Regions from separate parts of the Sus scrofa genome. Here region 2 is linked to region 1. The links are chromatin contacts, called in public promoter capture Hi-C maps. All regions are on one chromosome and are shown on one strand. The core of a region is the stretch at or near the end of the contact, and the rest is flanking DNA. Distances in the headings are between cores, read along the strand shown.

Evidence for each region. Promoter capture Hi-C pulls out the DNA fragments that hold promoters and counts their contacts.
Region 2: a contact with region 1 is called in a promoter capture Hi-C map of liver, with 6 times the contacts expected there. The contact joins the promoter of GATAD2A here to the enhancer-like site in region 1. A contact is called at or near these places in 4 of 5 promoter capture datasets (fetal liver, fetal skeletal muscle and liver), 19 of 47 Hi-C or Micro-C datasets (adipose tissue, blood, fetal skeletal muscle and 9 more) and 2 of 2 datasets of contacts at active chromatin or transcription factors (alveolar macrophages and skeletal muscle).

Annotation. Positions count from the first base shown.
Region 1 is chr2:58,432,103-58,436,568 of Sscrofa11.1, forward strand. The region is part of intron 3 of GATAD2A (transcriptional repressor p66-alpha); the gene reads right to left. Among named protein-coding and RNA genes, the nearest start is that of TSSK6, 23 kb to the left of the region's middle. Within about 2 kb of position 1,564, at least 44 of the 83 cell types and tissues checked have an H3K27ac peak or open chromatin away from gene starts, as enhancers often do. A contact at or near this core is called in adipose tissue, alveolar macrophages, liver and 5 more, where this site is marked.
Region 2 is chr2:58,515,090-58,519,449 of Sscrofa11.1, forward strand. It overlaps GATAD2A (transcriptional repressor p66-alpha), which reads right to left and starts at 2,219. Exons shown (of 13, transcript XM_021083423.1): 1 at 1,903-2,219.

The DNA.
Region 1 (4,466 bases), core at 314-2,813:
TCCTACCACCCAAGTCCCCTAGGACATATATTTAGATCTAGTCATGCTAGGCTTCTACTACGGTGTTAGTAACTCCACACATTAGAACCAACAGGTCCTACAGATAGCACTTAGCCCCGAATCAATAGCTCTGTTTGCTGAGGGCACAATGTAAACTTCCTGGCCTCAGCATCTGTGTTGAAGGAATCAAATATATCTATTAACAGGAAAACCAGCCTAGGACTGAATTCATCCGCTAGGTGGCTCTGTGACCCAAAGAATAAACTGAATGAAGTTAACTGGGAGTAATGGCTCTAAGTTGTCCCACTCCTTCCACCTAAGCAGGGGACAGTTATAGACGGAGAACTTGTGTTTTAACATCCCAGGGAACCACCTTTTCTATTCTTGGAGTGAGCCATGTCCTTAGGCAAGGATTGGCACAGAGGACCAGACACTGAGGGTTTGCTGACTCCCCTGCTCCCCCAATATAGCGTTCTCCCCAGCCCTTCCTAAAGCTGCATGGCTGCTGTGCCTCAACACTTTCAGCCCTGATTCAATTTAACCAGTGCAGTTGCTAGATGGTCTTCAACAAGAGACCAGGAGTGAATGAGAAGACTTCCATTTTAAGCTAAAGAATCCCCTCATAGGAGTTATCAGCCAACTTTCTCATGCCCTGGAACTGGTTTTCTTTCTTTCTTTTTTTTTTTTTGCTTTTTAGGGCTGCACTCGAGGCATGTGGGTTTCCAGGCTAGGGGTCTAATCGGAGCTACAGCTGCCAGCCTATGCCACAGCCACAGCCATGCCAGATCTGAGCCGCGTCTGGGACCCACACCACAGCTCACAGCAACATGGCTGGCTTTCTATAAAGTAACTCAGGGTGTTTTACCACGGCCTTATCCAACTAAAAACCAATGCAATTCAGGAACCACCCCTCTTCATGTCCGTGTGTCCCCCTGTTAATTGTCAACTCAGCCCAAGATCAACTTTGGGGGCTCCAATTCCAGGTTCTCTGAACACACTAAGACAGTGAGCAGACACAAGGCTCCAGCACAGGAGCTGCACACAGGCAGAGCAGCAGCCCAGGCAGAACCACATCTAGAGTTACAGACTGCAGGCACTTCTTGAGTAAGAGTGCACTGAGATAATGGTAATAATCCACAGGGACTTATCACGTTTTATCTCACTGAGTTTTATTAGACATCTTCCAAAAGTAAGATGTCTAATAAAACTCAAATTTGCCTGAGGGACGAGGATAGGGTTTGGGACTGAGAGCATGTGGAAGCTGACGCTCCCTGAGATGGCCACTCTGACCACAGCACTCCCAGATCCCATCTTGGACTGAGACTAATCAATAACTCGTCCAAGACATGACATCACCTCCCATCAATGATCACTCAGCATCCCAGCAGCCAGCAGGGAGTGAACTTCCTGTATGCTAATCAGGCCACCAAGAAGTCATGTGACAAAGGCATTTCCCGCTTTGGTCATGTGACCCTTTAACTGTGCCTTCCAACGTGAAAACCATGGCAACAGCCAGTTCTAACCAGTTTGTGACAAGCAGCCTTCATTTTGAGAAGTGAGGTAGGGTTCAGGTGCTGTCAGAAAATGGAGGCGCCCAGCTCGCCCTGGGGCTGCCAGGCTGCAGGCACTTCCTGTGTGGTCCTGGCCCACAGGCGACTGTTGGTGTGTTACAGGGACCTGGTTTACCTCTTCCAAACACAGAAGGGCCACCAGCTCTACTAGTTTCCAACAGGAAAAACTTTCTTAAGCTGAATTTTTACAGCAAAGGTGCTTCAAGTCTCTGAGTACCTTCCCACGGAGTTCTTTTAACTTGGGAAAAGAATACCCATTTGACAAAGGCTCAAAATTATCATAAGCATTCTTTTTTAAAAAAAGTGTTTTAGGAGTTCTCCTGTGGTACAGTGGGTTAAGGATCCAGCACTGTCACTGCTGTGGTGTGGGTTTGAACCCTGGCCCGGGAACTTTTGCATGCTGTGGGTATAGCCAAAAACATAAGAAAAAATAAAATGAAAATCCCTGGAAGCAGGCCAAGCTGTTAGGAAAAAAAATGGTCTCACTCCTTCTCCCCTTGTATGCCGGACACAGCTAAACAAACACAAAAGCTCTGCTATCTGCCAGGAACTTGAAGAGAAGGTAGGAATTAGAAAATTAACTTGAGATAAGATCCCTCCAACCACAGCACCAAACTATCAGCCCATTGCTTACCAATTAGTGGTCATTGCGAGGTTAATATTTAGTGTCCCGCTGGCCCATGCCAGGGGAAGCAGTCTCATCAAGGGAACACAGCTCTGACAGGCCTGGCTATCCTAGGAAGGCACACTTGATCCACATGCGTTCATTTATTTCCTCACTTCTACTTGCTGAAAGCCAACTTAAGAGGCAGGTGCTGTGCCAGATAGTGGGGAGAAGCCCTTGTGTAAAAGCAGTTCCTTAAGGTCCACCAGGAGGGAGAGGCACAAATGGGGGTATGCCCGCAGGCAGGATTGCACCACTACCCACCTCAGCACACAGAGCAGCAGGGCAGTTTTGCTAGAGCACATTATTGCCCTAGATCTGCTTGATCAAAGCCTGCATTTTAGTTAAGGTCCCTGAGATTCCCGCATAAACTAGGGAAATAGCAGAAGACTGTGTGGGCCCAGTAAGGCCTCGGGCCACAAATTGCTCCTCAGGGCTGGCCCAGGGAGACAGTAGGGCCAGCAGCCTACTCCCTGCCAGAATCATCCCACTTCCCCCTCATCTTCTGGGCTGGCTGGATAGGAAGAGACAGGTGGTCGCTAGCTGTTTAGAGGTGAGGTGGAGGGGCTTTACTAAACCCAGTACCAGTCTCAGCTGCTCTCTCAGAAAACACTAGTCTTGGCCCTCCAGACCCCAGCCCCTGAATGAACCCCCTGCTTGTACTCACAGGTAAGTCCTGTCGTGGGCTCCTCCCACCTTCACCATTGGTCCCTCTGAGGAACATCCCTCCACCATGCTCCTGTTTTCCTTGTAAGCCCCAACTCAACCTTCAAGATGCATTTCAAATCTGTGCCCAAAGAAAAGTCCCTGGCTGGCCCAGTCCTCCCACCCCCAGGCCCTGGAAGCATAGTCAACCCTACTCCACGGCACTCATGGGACCCAACCCCTACAGCAGCATGAACGTTAGGGGAACCCTTAGCCCTGCCCCCAAATGTCCATCCTCTGGGCAGGGAGCTCAGGGTGGAATTCTGGGGGCTTCCACTCAAGGGCAACACAAGCCTAAACAGAACCAGCTCACCAGGAACCAGCTCACTCTCACCCTCACCTTCATCCAAGGAAAGTGCCTTTGCCTTCCTACAAGGTGCCATTACGGCGGCCCTATGACAAGTCAGCTCACCCTACCACAGCCTTCCAAGGGTGATGCTGTCATTGCCCATTTGACAAGCAAGTTTCTTCCACCCCAAGCTGGGGCCAGAGGCCATCACAGACACCCATGGTCCCACTTGGAGCCTATTACCACAAGGCTGGAGTCCTGCAGCTTCTGGTGAGGGACAGGGTGTTCCCAGTGTGGCCAACAAGCAAAGGACAAAGAAAGGAAGGGGTCCAGCCCTGGTGGACTCCTGTTTGACCCACCCCCAGAATAGGAGCTAGGCTCCCCATGTCAGCTGGAGGGGCAAGACTCTCCTCCTAGTGCCATTTTGGGTAGGGGAGATGCCATAGGGCTTCCTCCCAGAACAGGCACTGTGTACCAGGCCTGCACATACTGAAAGGTATGGGGGGTGTGTGTGTATGTCGTATTCCCACAAACTTCTCACTTGGTTCTGCCTCTTGCAAGTGAGAAGCCCAAGGCAAGACACTTTCCCTCTGTGTATCTTACAAGGCTGGGGACATTAACTCCAGCCCCACTGCCCCTCAGCATTGCTGGGTGAGGTGAGAGTGTCAAGGAGGCTCAGACACTCTAGGAGGCCATCAGGGTGGTTCAGGCCCCAACTGAAGCAGTAAGAGGCTTCTCACTGTGAATATGAACTTGGCATATAGCAGACAATTGACTGTTGAGGGTAACACTTGAATAACCTGAGTCCCAAGACTCTGACAGATGTTAAGGAAGAGTCCAAATACTCATGGGTGACAAAACACCATACAGAGGACCACCACACTACACCCTTACGAGGCCGTATGTTTGGCCGAGAAGCGCACCATGGAGGCAGCTCATTCCAACTTAGCTGTCCTTCCCCATGCTCACATTCTCATGTTCAATCCCATCCCTGGGACCTGGGCTGCTGTTGCGCCAATCTCTGAGGCCAGGAGTGAGGAATAGAGAGGAAGCAATGATACAACTTCTGAGGCAAGGTCATAGCCTTGAAAGCTAGCTTAATGCTTGGGCCCTCAGAAGAAGTGCTCTGGGGGTGGGCTCTGAATGTGCTGAGACAACCCCAGCATAGGACACCAAGCTAGCTGCACGACAAGAGGGTCACAGAGATAAACATGAAGATGGGCCCAGCCATCACATA
Region 2 (4,360 bases), core at 969-3,468, 84 kb after region 1:
CCTAGGAAGAGAAGACACAGCAGGAATACCTGAAGGAAGGGTTTTCGTCTCCTTTTTGGGGGATAAGGGGGTGGGAAAGGTGAGTTACCCTATGCAGAGGGAGGACTGAGGGATGGGACAGGAAGTAGATCTGTCCCACAACTTGAAAATGTGATAGTGGGCAGCGGAGCGGGCAGGGGCAGGGGCCGGGGTGGGGGTGGGGGGGTAGTTGTTAATGATACTCCAGCCCTGTCCCTCCTGCCTCTACAATGGCCTGACAACACTGTGGTTCCCCATGGCTCAAAAACAGAGTAATAACCAAGATTGCTATTTAGCAACAGCTCCTGCTCCCCCAAATCTAGCAGGTCTTAAATGATGAGGGAAAACAGTGTTTTCTGCCTGTCTCCTGATTTCCCTTCCAGCCACAAAATCTTCCAGGTCCCTGAGGAGGTAAGAGTTCAGAGAATACCCCTAATCTAGAGACAAAGAAGATTGGGGGGGGGGGGCATTTCTGATCCTCTCCTTCCAGAACGGAGAGAAATGGGTACAGAAATTGTGGAACCCTGAAGTTAGGACTCCAAGGAGAAATGAGGGAAGAGTTTCTCCCTTAGCGAATGGGGAGAGAAACCTCAGGAAAGGGGGAATGTCCTCAGGCAAGTAGGAGGGGAAATGCCTGGGAATGCAGGGGGACCCTTCAGAGAAGTGAAGAAATCCACTGTGTCTTCCATCAGAGAGGAGATATCTTGGAAAAGTGGAGGCATATTTCAGAGAAGTGAAGAGCTGTAGGAATGGAACATTTCGAATTAGGTGGGGAACCTCTGAAGAAGCCAGGGACTCCTCCAAACATCATGGCATCCACAGATTAGAAAGTGATCCCCAGAAAGGAAATGATTTTGGAAAAATGAGGAACATTTCCTCAGACAAATAAGGATCCAATCAGATGTATGGGCCTTGGGTGGGGGGGCTTCAGGAAAATGGAAGTATTTATCAAAAACTAAGGGGTCCCAGAGTTCCCGTGGTGGTGCGGGGGAAAAGAATCTGAAGGTACCATGAGGTTGAAGGTTCGATCCCTGGCCTCACTCAGTTGCTTAAGGATCTGGCATTGCTGTGGCTGTAGTGTAGGCCTGGAGCTGTAGCTCAGATTTGACCCCTAGCCTGGGAACCTCCATATGCCACGGATGCGGCTCTAAAAAGCAAAAAAAAAAGTAAGGGGTCCCATCCAAAGTGAGAACAGTTCAGAAAAGTGGGGAACACCTCCAAGAAGGATTCTGACAGAAGCAGGAACACTTCAGATTAGTTGGGGGACACTTGAGAAAAGGAGGGTGTCACCCAAAGAAGCGGGAACAGAAAAGCCAGGAGAGCATCGCAGAAAGGTAGGGGGCAAGGGGGACCTATGAAAAGTGAGAGACACCACAAAACATCAAGGGCAAAAAAAAACACAGAACAGTGGGACAATATCTCACAGAAGCAGGGATCTCCTCAGAGAGGTGGGGATCCCCCAGAGAATTCAGGGGGAGGGTCCCCTAGAAGCAAAGATGTCTCCTGAGAGAGGTAGGGGTCCGTCAGGGAAGCAGGGGATCGCCTATGACAGGGGGTCCCAGAAAGGCAGGAGGTCACTCGGAGAAAGCAACCCCTCGGACAAGCAGGGGTCCCCTTTAAGAAGCTGGGAGGGGGAGTCTCAGACAGCTCCGGTCCTCAGAGAAGGGGCTCCCCAGCGAAGCAGGAGGTTCCCTCAAAGAGACAGGGGATCCTCAGGGAAGGGAGGATCCTCTCAAGAGGCGGGGTCCCTCAGAGAAGCGGGTCCCCTCAGACAAGGGGGTCCACGCAATGGAAGAGGCCCCCTCGAAGAAGCGGAAGCCCCAGAGAAGCCCCGGGCACCGGAAGCCGGGGACCCGCCAGCAGCGACGCCGGCCCCTCACTCACCGAAGTTGCTCGGCGCCTCTGCGGGCGACTGCTGGGGTCCCGGGGGGCCTCGGGTGGCAGGGTCGGGTCCGGTCGGCTCAGGTCCCGTGCGGCAGCTCCCTCAGGTGGCGCCCGCGGCGGCGACGGCGGCGGCGACAAGACGACGGACGGTCGACCGACGGACTGCGCGGGCGGCGCGGGGCGCGTTCGGGCGGCGGGGGTGCGCGTGCGCGCGCCGGGGCGCTGACCCCGGGCGGGAGGAGCCGCCGCGCCGCGCTCGGAGCCGCCGCTCCGTCTCGCCGCTCAGTCTCACACTGAAATTGCCCGCTTCGCCGCCCGGCTTCCCCGGTTGCTAGGCAGATTTCGTCTCGCACACTTCCGGGTTGAGGCGCGTCTCACCGAGTGGCGGCGCCTCAGGCCAATGAGGTCCGGCTAGGGTTCCCGGGATCCGCGCCCCAGAGAGGGCGTGGCCAGCTTCATGACGGACAGCGCCTTGCGGCCAATGATCGCGCGGGCCGGCTGGCCCTCGGGATCGCGCCGGGGGCCTGGGCGGGCCTGGAGAGGCGGGATGAGATGACCGACATGTGGTCTACCAATGGGAGAGTGGATCCGGACTCAGGTCCAGTCAGGGCGCTGCGGGGGCGGGGCTTTAGCTTCAGGGTCGGAGCACCGCAAGAGGCGGGGTCTAGGGGACGCGTCAATCCGTGGCCAGCTCGCTCGGACACTGGAGGGGGGTTCCGTGGGGATGCCTGGCGGCCAACAACTGACTGGACAGGGGGTTCCCCGCAGTGCTCAGCAGGGGCGCCCCACCCACAATGCACCGGAGGCGGCCTGGGCCGGGCGGGCGTGGGGCGGTTACGGTGGGCGGGGCAGCAGGAGGCGCGCTCCGAGGACACTGGGCGAGCTGTGGCCCTGCCTTGTTCCCGAGGGGTTTCATTGCCTCTGGGTTCTTTTCAGGTTAGAGTCACGGGCTCGACCCTATTCTGAGGAGACTGTTACGGATTCTTGCCCCTAGCCTGCGTTCTGAGGGGAACCTGCAAGAATCTTAGCCCTCGCCCCTTCTGAGAAGAGTTTTAGCGATTCTTGCCCTGCCCATTTTTCTGAGGAGAGTTGCCAGGATAAGAATGATTCTGTACAGTCGGGACCCCAGCTCTCTGTTCTAAGAAAACTTCTCGAGATTAGCGCCCCTGTCCTTTACTGAGGAGAACTTGAGGGACCTCAGGACCCACTGCCTTTGCTGGAGAGTATTTGGGGAACATACCCTGCCTCTTTTGTGAGCCCTAGTGGGGGCCTTCTCCCTCTGTGATCTGAGGGGCGGTGGGGGCCGCATGTCCCTGGCCTTCATTTCTGAAGATACCTTGGGAAATTCCTAACCTGTAAGTCCCTCCTCTGACAAGGAGAAATTTGGGACTTAAAGCACACTTTCTCTCTGCAGAGAGGAATTGCAGGAGACTTGTGGTCCCTCACCCTTTTTACTCAAGAATTGCCAGGCGGTTGCGGTCCCTGCACTTTTTCAAAGCAATATTTGAGTGTTGCAGGAGTTTCTCTTTTCCTAAGAAGTGCAACCGTTTGACCCTTCTGTCCTAGAAGAGTTACCCATTTAGCCCTCTTTTTTTGGGGGGGGATTTTTTCCAAGCAGCTGTCCACTCTTCCCCAAGGGTCAAATCTGTGGCTCTTCCTAATTCTGTCCCCTGTCAGGCTCTTCAGCCCCACTTTCCTTCTCTCCTGGGTGGGGCCCTTCCAAAAAGCATTCTTGCCTGCCACCTATCCCCAGACAAAACGAAGCAGTCACCCAGACTCTGATGTCACATGAACCCATGGCCTACTTCTGTCTTCTCCCAGTTTGTCTGAACTCCTCCCCTGACTTACCCCCCAAAGAACCTAAGTTATGCCCTTTGTAAGCAATCAAATAAATGTCCATTGATTCAAAGGTGAAGAAAGCGGCAATGAGAAAGATCCACAATACTCTAAGGATTCAATATGGCAAAACTTTTATTGCCCCCACTTTCTGCACAGAAGTGTGTAAGATGCTGAGATGTCTGAATTATAGGATGGAACTTTTAAGCCAAGATGAACGCAATGAAGGGAAACAGGCCTATTAGACAAGGCAGACTGTTATACTAAAGAGACACCAGGAATATGTTGTAGGAATGTAGAGGAGGAAGTAATTAAATGAGATAATGGATGTGAAAGTGCTTTGTAAACCTTGAAGCAGGGTACCCATGTAGAAAGGATTATTGTTATTGTTACAAATGGGCTGACATTCCTGGAAGAAAAGTAAAAAGTAAATTCTGAGAGTCAGAGTGATGGGAGGTTGGCAGAGAGCCCTGTGGGGCTTGACTCCCTGAATGAGCTCAGCCTGGACCCAAATGGTAAGGCTGACTGAGTCCTTGGCTAGAGAAGAAAGTCACTGGAAACATAAAGACACCGTGTTCCCAGAGGGCCTTGTTTGCTCTTCTGCTGTAGCACTTACCATATT